Linked DNA regions of Sus scrofa: all the other regions are linked to region 1. Evidence: chromatin contacts called from public Hi-C and HiChIP or PLAC-seq data. All regions are on one chromosome and are shown on one strand. The core of a region is the stretch at or near the end of the contact, and the rest is flanking DNA. Distances in the headings are between cores, read along the strand shown.

Region 1 (3,418 bases), core at 568-3,067:
AATTGTTTTCAATTATTAGTAGTGGTTTGAGATCATTCCAGGAGTCTGAAATGACTTGTGGGAGCAGTAGTAGTGGTTTGAGATCATTCCAGGAGTCTGAAATGACTTGTGGGAGCAGCGATTTAGATGAGGACAGTAAAGCAATGACATAAAGAACAATAAAGCTGGAAGAAAACAAGTATCTACTCCACAGTCATTTAGAAAACAAGCCCCCTGGAGTGCTTCAAGCTATTTTAAATAGCAGAACCATCTGGTCCTGGCAGCATTGTGCCAGCCTCTCAGAGACCGTCACAAATGGCCTTATAAATAATGCTCTTATGCAAGGAGAGCCCTACCCCAGAAATTAGAGTCCTGTGATAGGTCGTCTCCCTTCCTGTGAGTGAATGACCATAGTACTGTCTTCACATCTGAAGAAAGTATAGCAAAGGAGTTCAAGCATTTTTGTTCCTTTTTTCTAAGCCACAATATTAACTTTTTTAACTGCTAGATAAGTTTAAATGAATCTAACATTTCATTTAGATGCTGGACTTTGTGCTAAACATTTTGCATGTTATGGCACAATCTTTGGAAAACCCCTATGAATTCGTACCTGTTTCTCATTTTGTAGATGAGTAAACTGTCTTGGAGAGGTGGCCTCCCAGGGATTTCAGAGCGTCTGAACTGGTGGGGTGTACCCGGTCTGGGAGAACCTGCCCTTTTCCCGATTAATTGCTTAAATGGCAACTAGGAGAAAGCAATCAGGGAGTAGGGAACTGAGGGCAGGTGTCCCTTGACAGTAATGAAGTCATAGAGGACAATGAGAGGTTCAATGAGAGGAATGGAAGGCATCTATGAAAATGAATACAAGTGGTATTCTGGTGCTATTTAGTGGGTTTGAGTTTGACCTAGAGATTCGGGTGTCTGATTATGGAAAGGTAAATTATTTACTCACAGGTAAATGAGATGGTGGATGAAAAGTATGTAGATGAACTATAAAAGGCTATATGAATATATGGTATGGTTCTGCCAGCATGGCATATATTTAAGTTTGTATTACAACTGCCTAAATCTTGGTTTTCTCCTATAACCTCAAAAATACATAAAAAGATGAACTTAAAATTATTTGCTTTGTGGAAACGTAAACATTCTAAAAGTTCACATTTCTAACCTAGTAACGTCAAAAACAAGTTGCAAAAAATATGAATTTTTTTTTAAGGCAAAGGGATTCGGTTAAATAAAAGTTTTGCAAACATGTTGCTAGCTGGAACTACAAAAATGTAAAGAAAAAAATTTTACTCGGGTGTTTTTTTTTTAAGTCTACGACTAACCACTTTGCTCATATTTCATCCCTTTAAATAGCGCTGAACCTGTTGTCCCAGATCATTTTACAGAGAATTAGTCCAATCTGTAGAATTTGATATGAAATAGCCTCCCTGTAAGATAAACGCTTACACCTTACCAAAAACATTCCTATGAACGCCTTCTGGAGCTTTGTTGTGTTCACACCTTTCAGAGGTTTGGACATAATTTTTATTCTTACCTGTAGTGGATGGTTTTATCCAAGACGCTGCTCAGACACCCGATCTCCTTGTACTATTTAATTTCTTTTATTCCCTTGTCTTGGCTCCATTCCGGGACGGAGAGGAAAGACAGGTGCCTGAGAGCGGCAGTGGTCAGACCCTCAGCAGGGAAAATAGCAAGGATACGGAAGGGACCGGCCACCCCTTCTGTCCCCGGCGCCCGGGTGCCTACATGATAAGGATGTGAAACGGGAGCCTCGGGGAGAAACTTCCCCAAACCCCGCCCGCCGCGCTGCTGGCCCCGCCCCGGTACGTGCCGGAGCGCAGCACCGCAGCCCCGGCCCCGCCCGCGGCCTGCGGCCCAGGAGTGAGGCCGGCACGAGGCGGCCCTGGCGGCGGGTAGGTCTGTTGCTCCCGGCTCCCGCCTACGTGTGCGAGCGCATGTGGAGGCGCCACCGCCCGGCCTGGGGATGCGCGCGCGCGGGCGGGGGCGCGGGCCCCGCACTGCCCTTTGTCTTCCGTGTCTTGTCGGCTTCTGCTGTCTGCCCTTCCCCAAACTTGGTGGTTTGGGATGTTGGGTTGGGGGGCGGGGAACGCGGGGAGATTTTTGGGACGGGAAGTGTGCTTGGCAAATGCTCCCAGGCAAGTGCATTGCAATGTGAATCTGTGCCCTGCAGGACAGAAAAATACCGACGGGTCGCCTAGCAGATTGGGCATCGGTGTAACAGTTTTTTTTTTAAATTAGTCCTCATCGACCAAGTCTGTCAAAAACAGAGAAGCTGTGGGTTTATTTGAACATTTTTAAGGCGCTCAAAGACTTTGTTTATTTAAAGCACTTTGAGATATGCCAGATTTAAGTAAATGGAAACTTTAGCCGCCTCAGGTGGGTTTTATTTTTTGTTGGTTTTCTTTTGGTTTGGGATTTTTTTTGCTTCAGTTGTTTGAATTCATTGTGTGTCTGCACTTTATCAAAGCCGGCTATTGAGAATCCTTTGGGAGAAGATAATCTTGTTGGACAGAAGGGAGGTGAGTTTACGGAAAAAGGAAAAGCTTGGGGCCTTAATCTCCTGTGATTAATAGGTTATGATTGCGCAATTTGTTGTCAAGTATGGAGCCTGGTATTGTTTAGAATAAAAAAAAAAAAAAACCTCGCCTCTGTATATCCACAGCTGATTATATTTTACATTTATTTGTATTTTTTTCAGAAAAATTCATTGTTTATGGTTTTTCAAGTAGAATTTCCTAAAAAGTAGGACATTAAAATTTCTCTTTAAATTTTAACATTTAAAAAAGTGCTCGAGGTGTTTTAAAAAAATTTTTTTAACTAATAAAACCTGATCTGTAGCCTCAGTCATTATGTTTGTGTTTAATTAAGAGAGGTGCCATTTAGGGAGAGTGCTGTAACTCTTGTGGTTTTATGGATGCTTAATAAATCCCTATAAACTGGTGATTCTTTACAGAGGAGCACAGACCAGGGGGTGGGAGTGAGGGTGGGGTTAGTGAAATGGGAGCAGTGCTGTAATGTTCATCCCAAAGGGAAACGCATTTTTGAAAATTGAGAAACATCACATATAGCCTGACAAGTAGGCTAGGACGCTGTTAAGTCAAATATTTTTGAGAGATCTTTGAAATGTTAAAACATGAATAAACCTATTTTGGGGATGTGAGGGCCATCTGGCTACGACATCTGTCACCCCATTGATTCGGCTGATCTGGCTGCCTAGGCGGGTGTCCCCTTCCTCCCTCATCGCTCCACGAGTGTCCCTCCTGAAGCTGTGTGTTTAGGCAAAGAGGATAACCATCCCCGATAGAGGAGAACCATTCTTGGGTCAAGGGTATATGAGTAGCTACGCTCCCCTGCTAGAACCTCCAAACAAGCTATCAAGGTCCAATAAGAAAACTGTTTTGTGTAGAGATCC
Region 2 (3,418 bases), core at 651-3,150, 1.4 Mb before region 1:
CCCATGTCTAAAAGTGAAAGGAACAGAACCGTCACAAAAAAGTCATGTTGGAAAAATGAGATAGCATTTACAGTTTTAAAAGCAGTTAAATGCTTGCTGAATGACAGAGACAGAATAAATAGGTTGCTTTAGATCTAAGAGTTGGAGCAACAAAGTGGTTTTAGGAGATACAAAGTAGCAGGGTACAAGCTCTTAGGATAAAATGGAGAGGCCTTATCACAAATCTACTTTTTTATCAGCTGGAACACGTTATGACTAACATCTTCAGGTGTTCTTTTTTCTTTTTTGGCTGCTCTGCAGCACATGGAGTTCCCTGGAGAGGGAATCAGATCCCAGTGGCAGTTGTGACCTACACGGCATCTGTGGCAACACCTGATCCCTAACCCACTAGGCCTGGCCAGGGATGGAACCTGCATCCCAGCACTCCAGAGATGCCCCAGTCTCATTGTGCCACAGTGGGAACTCCTGGTTGCTCTTTTTAAAGTACCTGCCTCCTATAATGAAGTATTTTGTTTTTCTTTATGTATATGTAGCACAGCATCTTTCTTCTTCTTCTTTTTTTTTTTTTTTTTTTTTTGGCAGTGCCCACAGGCATGTAGGAGTTCCTGGGCCAAGGATTAAAACCGTGCCACAGCAGTGACAACACCCGATCCTTAACCCCTAGGCCACCAGGGAACTCCCAAGAGCATCTTTTTTAAACACTGATTTTTCTTTTAAACTTCTGTGCCTGGAAATGTGGTATAAGTCAAATCCCTGAGCAGGTTAAACCTCTGACAAGAGAGGGAAAGCATCCCAGCCAATGGGAAACCCTGCTGGTGATGTACTGCTCTCCAGTTCTGATTCATTGGCCGCCTAGGGTTTGTCATTGTATCCCTGGCGTCTGCAAACGGCGTGGGTCGGGTTGTCTGCAGTCTAGCTAGCTAAACTGGATTCTGGCCACCTGCACGTGCAACTGGGTTTAACAGATCTCTAAATTTTCATAGCAGCAGCTGCCACATTTTTGATAATCCTCCAGATTTTGAAAAATCCTTCGTTCCTTTAACCTCACTGGAGGTGGTTGGATGTCCCCTGTGACAGAATCACGTGACTGTCTAATAAGTGCAAATAAATACAATGTGGAACCCCACGAGCTACAGACGAAAAACCACCAGAAACTCAGAGCATGTGCCTTGTGCGTGTATCAGGGGCACTCGCGTGTGGGTGGGTGGTAGTAGGGTGAGAGTGTTGCTGCCCTTTGGGACCCGAGATGTGTGGCTAGAGCACCTGCGTAGGTCTCCCGAGGTCGCTGGGGCAAGGATGGCTCCGGAAGTGTGGAGGCTTGAGGGAGAGGGATCTGGCGGTGGCCTGACAACAAGCATGCCTTAGAGCCGCAGCAGCTAGGCCGCGATCAGGCCGCAACTGTAAGGGAGAGAAGTCGACAGCACAAGGTCGGTCCTCGGCCTCTGTAGACTGCGTCTTCCCCGGGAATGGGGTATCTATCTGCAGACAGACGGTAGCCCAGCGAAAGGAGGCGCGGACGCCCTAGGGGGGATGCCGAGTCCGGGCTCGGAGAGTATCCCCATTCCTGAGGCTCATACAGTCACACCTCTGTCCAGTCCCCAGGGCCAGGGCAGGAAGCCCCATGTCCCGGTTCCGTTCCGGGATTCGGACGCTCGTTTGTGGCTCTGCCTAGGGGCCGGGCGGCGAGGCCACTGCTACGAGAGAAGCTGGGTAGGGCAGTGACATCACCTGCACCCCTCCCCCGTTAGCCAGCGCGCGCTGCAGTTCCTGCCCAACGACATCCGGGTCTCTCCAGCTGCTCCGCCGCGCCGCAGCTGTAGGGGCCTCTGAGCCCACGGGGCGGAGCGTGGCAGGCGGAGGCGTGGGGGAGGGGTAGTACGGCACCGTCGTGAGCGCGCCTGCGCGGGGACGCGCTGGAGGCGGCGGCGGCGGCGGCGGCGCTAGGGGCGGGAGCGCGCGCGGGAGCGAGGGAGCTGTGGTCTCCGCACTGGCCCGGCCCGCAGCTTCGGGTGCTCCGGCAGCGGCAGCTCGGCAGCCGGTGGTTGGGGAGGGGGGTGGGGGGGCGCTAAGGCAGGTGGGGTGCGTAAGCGATGAATCTTCGGCTCTTCCTCCTCCTCCTCCGGGACCCGCTCTCCGCCTCCCGCTCCAACGCCCGGATGATCTGAGCCGCGAGGGCGCCGAGAGCCGGGGGCCCGGACGCAGCCCGGCTCCTCCCCTCCTCCGCCCCCTCCCCGGCCTGACCTGGCCGGCCGCCGCCGCGGTGACCCCCTTCCCGCCCCCTCCCCGGCCGCCGCAGCCTCGGCCGACCAGGGACCTGCCTGCCCGCGGCTGCTCCGGGTAAGCGCGACGCTGGGGCCGAGGGCGGGCGGGCGGCGCGGGCCTGCGCGGCAGCGGCCAGGCCTAAAGCCTGGGGCCTGTAAACAAGCCGGGCGTCTGCCCGGGCGCTCCCGGGAGGAGACGCGACAACTCCACCCCCTGGCCCGGCCTCCTCCCCCGAGCCGGGCGGCGGACTACGAGGGGTTAACGTTCTGCGAGGGCGGTGGCGGGCAGGCGGGGGCGGGGTGTTTGTGGCGGCTGCGCGGGGAGGGGGCGCGACCCTCCGGGTGCAGATGCCGGGCGGGGTGTTTGCGGCCGCTCGGCCGGGTAGGGCCGTCGGCGGGCCAGGCCTGCCCCGACCGGAGATGAACCCGCGGAACTTTCCCTGAGCGGGGAGGGGGCGTACGGCGCCCCCAACCGCCCGGCCACCCCGGGCTCCAGCCCCTGGAGGGAGGCCGCGAGAAAGAAGAGGAGAAGCTTCCTTTGGACCGGACTTGGCCTTGAAACACCAAATTCTGGAGAGTTTTTGCTTCAGGTTTTATAGAGGGTAGAGCTTAGAGTGAGGCTTTTTTAGAACTCAAGTCAGTGATACCTCCAATTCATTCATTCCTAAAGCATTGAACAAATTCATTGAAGTAAATGGTACTGATTTCTTTTCGTCTTTTAAACCGTGTTAATTGTGTGAGTAAAAGTTCTTGATGCTAGAGTTTGGTCGAGGTATGATACTTTTCTGCTTGTAGATTTTTAATATTTTCTTGAAAGACTGCTGGCTCTGGAGGGCCTCTACCAACAGCGGTTTTAGATATGTTTTGAAAATTTCATCGCTTGAGGTATTTCTTTTTTTTTCCTCAAGCACCGCATGGTACTTAAAAATTTACAAAGGTCGTACTTAAGTTGTCCAAGCCAAGAAAGCTATTCGCCCTGTCCACCCCAACCCTAAATTTCCTGCTGATTGGTGTAATGAGCCGAATGCATTTTAAGTGAAGTGATTGGAAGAGTATGGGCAATGTAAAAAAATCTATGTTATTATTTTCTCAAAGTAAATGATTTTGACATTATTGAAGAAAATTAGAAATTTAAAAATATTTTGAGGAAAAAGGCT
Region 3 (3,418 bases), core at 293-2,792, 1.1 Mb before region 1:
GGACAGACTTGCTGCGCCCGCCGCCTGGCCACCGGCGAGGAAGCCAGCGAGGAGCGATCCATTCTGGGCTTGAGGCGCCTGGGAGTACATGCAACGGTAACTCGCCCCAAACTCTTGATTTCTTTTGAAAGATTCCTCCTTTTGTACAATTAGTGCGGGATGAAGCGACCTCTGGCCCAAAAGACTACAAGGAGAGAGCGAGTGCAGGACGAGGCGGGAGGGGAGACCGAACAAAAGTTTCAGCCAGCTCCACTCCTCCGGGGAGCAAGAGGAAAAAGGCTCGAGATCCTCCCTCCCTACTGAATCCCTTTCCTCAAGATCACACCTTCCTTTCTAATTTATCTAGAAACCCATTCTCGACCCGTCACTCCTGGCCCCCGCCAGCCTGGGAGGCATGAAAAACAAACCTAGCGCCAACATTTCCCGACACTCACATCCCAGGAAACCCACGCGCGGATGCTCAAATCAGAGGAGCCCCCCATCCCGAGCAAGCGATCTCAGAGTTCATGAACTTTCGCCGCAGGGCCGCGGAGGCCCGGGCGCCGCCCCGCGGACTGGCTCAGGCAGCAGGGACCTTTGCGGTGGCTGGTGCCTGGGGCGGGGAGGGGGGTGGGCGGGAAGAGGCGGAGAGGGAGAGGAAGGAAGACTTCCCCGGGTCCCCTGATTGTCAGGAATCACACCCCGTACCTTTCCTTGGCCTCGGCGGCCCGGTCTCGTTGCCTTCGGTTCTTGAACCAGTTGCTGACCTGGGTGGTGGTGAGGCCGGTGGCCTCGGCCAGCTCCCGCTTCTCACGCGGCGAGGGGTAGGGGTTATGGGCGTACCACTCCCGCAACACGCCCCGCGACTTCTCCTTGAAGCAGTAGCTGGTCTCTTCGCCGTCCCAGATAGTGCGCGGCAACGGGAATTTTCGGCGCACCCGATATTTGCCCACCGCGCCCAGGGGCCGACCGCGCAACTTCTCAGCCTCCACGTAGTGCGCCTTCAGCCACAGTTGTTGCAGCTTGGGGTGGTTGTGAGGCGAGAACTGGTGGCTCTCCAGGATCTTGTAAAGCTCGCGGAAGTTGCCGCGGTGGAAGGCGACCACCGCCTTGGCCTTGAGCACACTTTCGTTCTTGTGCAGGTGGTCGCAGGCTGGCAGCGACCACAGGAACCTGCCCAGGCGCTCCAGGTTCCCACCTTGTTGCAGAACCTCGCACACGCAAGCCACTTGCTCCTGTGTGAAGCCGAACGATGGCAGCATCGACATGGCTGGGGCCTGCCGAAGCGCACTGCCGGAGCGCACGCGGCAGGGAGCAGAGCCGAAAAAGCCGGGGGCGGCAGCCGCTGGGAGGGGGGGGCGCGGCTGCTCCTAACCCCCTCCCGAGGCTTTATGCAGGCGGAAAGACAAGTCAAGACTTGGGGACGACCGGCCAAAGAAGAAAATGAGTAGGGCGCGCACTGGACAGGGAGCGGCCGGCTCACTCCGCAGCTTTTCGGGCCTCTCAGGCTTCGGTCTCCCGCCGGGTGGATGCTGCTCGTTGCCGGGGAACTTGGTTTCTGTTCTACCCGCAGCTGCCTTAAAGCGCGCAGTGTCCCCGGCGCGCTGATTGGCTGCGGGCGGCGCCTATCCGGGGCTGGCCAGCCTGCTCGCCGCCTGGCCGGGCCGCGAGGCCCCGCCGCCCCGCGCGGGGAGGGCGAAGCTGTGGAGCGGGGGCGGGTGGGGAGTGGTGGGAGGAGTGGGACCGCGAGAGGTGGGAAGCGAGATGGGGAGGGAAGAGGGAGAGGCGCTTCGCGGGGACCGGGGGCGGTGGGAGTGGGTGAGTACGTCAGGACCCTGCAACGTGAGCCCCCTCTGCAGTGTCATCTAAGGGCAGCCGCTCTCATCTCTGCACAAATCAATGACTCCAGACCTTCATATTCCCCTTCTCTTCCTCTGTACCCCTGTCCCCGTCCCTTGCAGACTCGCCCTTTCCCGGTGAGCTCATATTTAATTACCTTAATGTTGGAATGAATAAGTAATGGATTGATGAATAGCTTAGAGAACGCGATAAATAATACAAGAGCAAGCAGATCAGTGCTCCGGACTGCAGCCGCTGGAAGAATGGCTTCAGCTCTAGGAGCCAAACCTAATTTCTCCTCTCTTCCCTCCTGCCCCCACCGCCCTCCAAAGGACTTGAATACTCCCAACTGCAGAGTACTTCTCATGTTCTCAAAAGGCCGCTACTATTTGGGACAGCGCAAAGAGCTGTTTAGAGCATAGTGGCTGAGCAATTGCTGAGGGTTCATTTGTGATTCGGTATCTTAATATTCTATGCTTTAAGTCGGCAGGCCTCTGGGCTCAGTTTCCACATCTGAGCAGTTGCATTTTCCGAGGCCACCTCTGCTACTGAGGAATGCCGAGAAGCTTTACTTGCTATTAGCAAAAATGCCCTGGGAACTTCACACGAAAGGCGCTGGATGGGGTGTAAATTAAATAAAACTGTGTCCGGCTCCAATAGCCCTCCGGTTGTAATATAATCCTTGCCCTGTTCTGAGAGGGACACTGCCCTCAAAGGGAGGAGGACAGTGGCTCCAAGAAGATTAAATAAAGAAGTGTGTGTGTGTGTGTGTGTGTGTGTGTGTGTGTGTGTGTAGATTGCAATGCTGGCCTATTTTACTGCCAGAGAATGAGAGATGTCCTACAATTTCAGTCCCATCATCTGTTATTTTGTGTTTGTGTAGAGAATGCTTAGTAAAACTGTAATTATTTTAAGCCTCATTTGCACACCTTGTTCCAAAGCAATTATTAAAAAGATTTTGAAAACAATTAGCATCTCTAAACAAAGATAATCTATTGTCAGTAGCTGAGACTGGCAAGAGATAAGAACAATGCAAGGAGATAAGGGGAGCCAAAGGATAGAAAGATAGTGACTTTATGGCTCTAGTTAACTCTGATTAGATAAGTTCAAAACAGAATTTTAAGCACATTTCAAAAATGCTTTTGACTTAAATGTGTCCTTTTAGTGACTGTGAGGAACAAACTCTAGATTCTTTAAACTTGCTTGTCTTCTTTAAATCTGCAAGAGCTCAGCACCACCGAACAATTTACATATTGAGACATAAGTGGGAGTGGGAGGAGAAGCAATGTGTGGGTTTCTCCTTATATTATTTATATGGTTTTAAAATGATGCACCCAGTCCAGTGCACCCTGGAACGTGCATTTTAAAATCATAAAAGGTTTCCACCTCCTAGCTGTCTCTGGGGAGACTCTGAGTAAGACACAAAGCTGCTTCTCTGCTGATCTCCCAAACAATGCATTTTGCGTCTTTGAAACCCTGCAGTATCCTGTGCAATTAGACCTTGAAAACAGATGCTGATATTTCATTGTATTTAGAATTATTTGAAAATGCATTTAATGGGTGCATACTATCTCAAAAGAGCCCCTAGTATATGGTGCAC

Evidence for each region. A called contact is a pair of places that touch in the nucleus more often than the background predicts. HiChIP or PLAC-seq counts read pairs in DNA pulled down with a chosen protein or histone mark.
Region 2: a contact with region 1 is called in an H3K27ac HiChIP or PLAC-seq map of skeletal muscle, with 3 times the contacts expected there. The contact joins the promoter of PPM1A here to the promoter of SNAPC1 in region 1. A contact is called at or near these places in 1 of 47 Hi-C or Micro-C datasets (liver) and 1 of 2 datasets of contacts at active chromatin or transcription factors (skeletal muscle).
Region 3: a contact with region 1 is called in a Hi-C map of skeletal muscle, with 3 times the contacts expected there. The contact joins the promoter of SIX1 here to the promoter of SNAPC1 in region 1. A contact is called at or near these places in 1 of 47 Hi-C or Micro-C datasets (skeletal muscle) and 1 of 2 datasets of contacts at active chromatin or transcription factors (skeletal muscle).

Annotation. Positions count from the first base shown.
Region 1 is chr1:190,675,948-190,679,365 of Sscrofa11.1, forward strand. It overlaps SNAPC1 (snRNA-activating protein complex subunit 1), which reads left to right and starts at 1,818. Exons shown (of 12, transcript XM_021062485.1): 1 at 1,818-1,898; 2 at 2,177-3,418.
Region 2 is chr1:189,247,074-189,250,491 of Sscrofa11.1, forward strand. It overlaps PPM1A (protein phosphatase 1A), which reads left to right and starts at 1,901. Exons shown (of 6, transcript XM_021062341.1): 1 at 1,901-2,337. It overlaps LOC110259569 (basic proline-rich protein-like), which reads right to left. Exons shown (of 5, transcript XM_021085056.1): 2 at 2,415-2,831; 3 at 1,729-2,380; 4 at 1,264-1,398; 5 at 1-7.
Region 3 is chr1:189,623,110-189,626,527 of Sscrofa11.1, forward strand. It overlaps SIX1 (SIX homeobox 1), which reads right to left and starts at 1,543. Exons shown (of 2, transcript NM_001199718.1): 1 at 688-1,543. The coding sequence starts at 1,247. It overlaps LOC106509125 (a long non-coding RNA gene), which reads left to right. Exons shown (of 2, transcript XR_001306416.1): 1 at 1-96.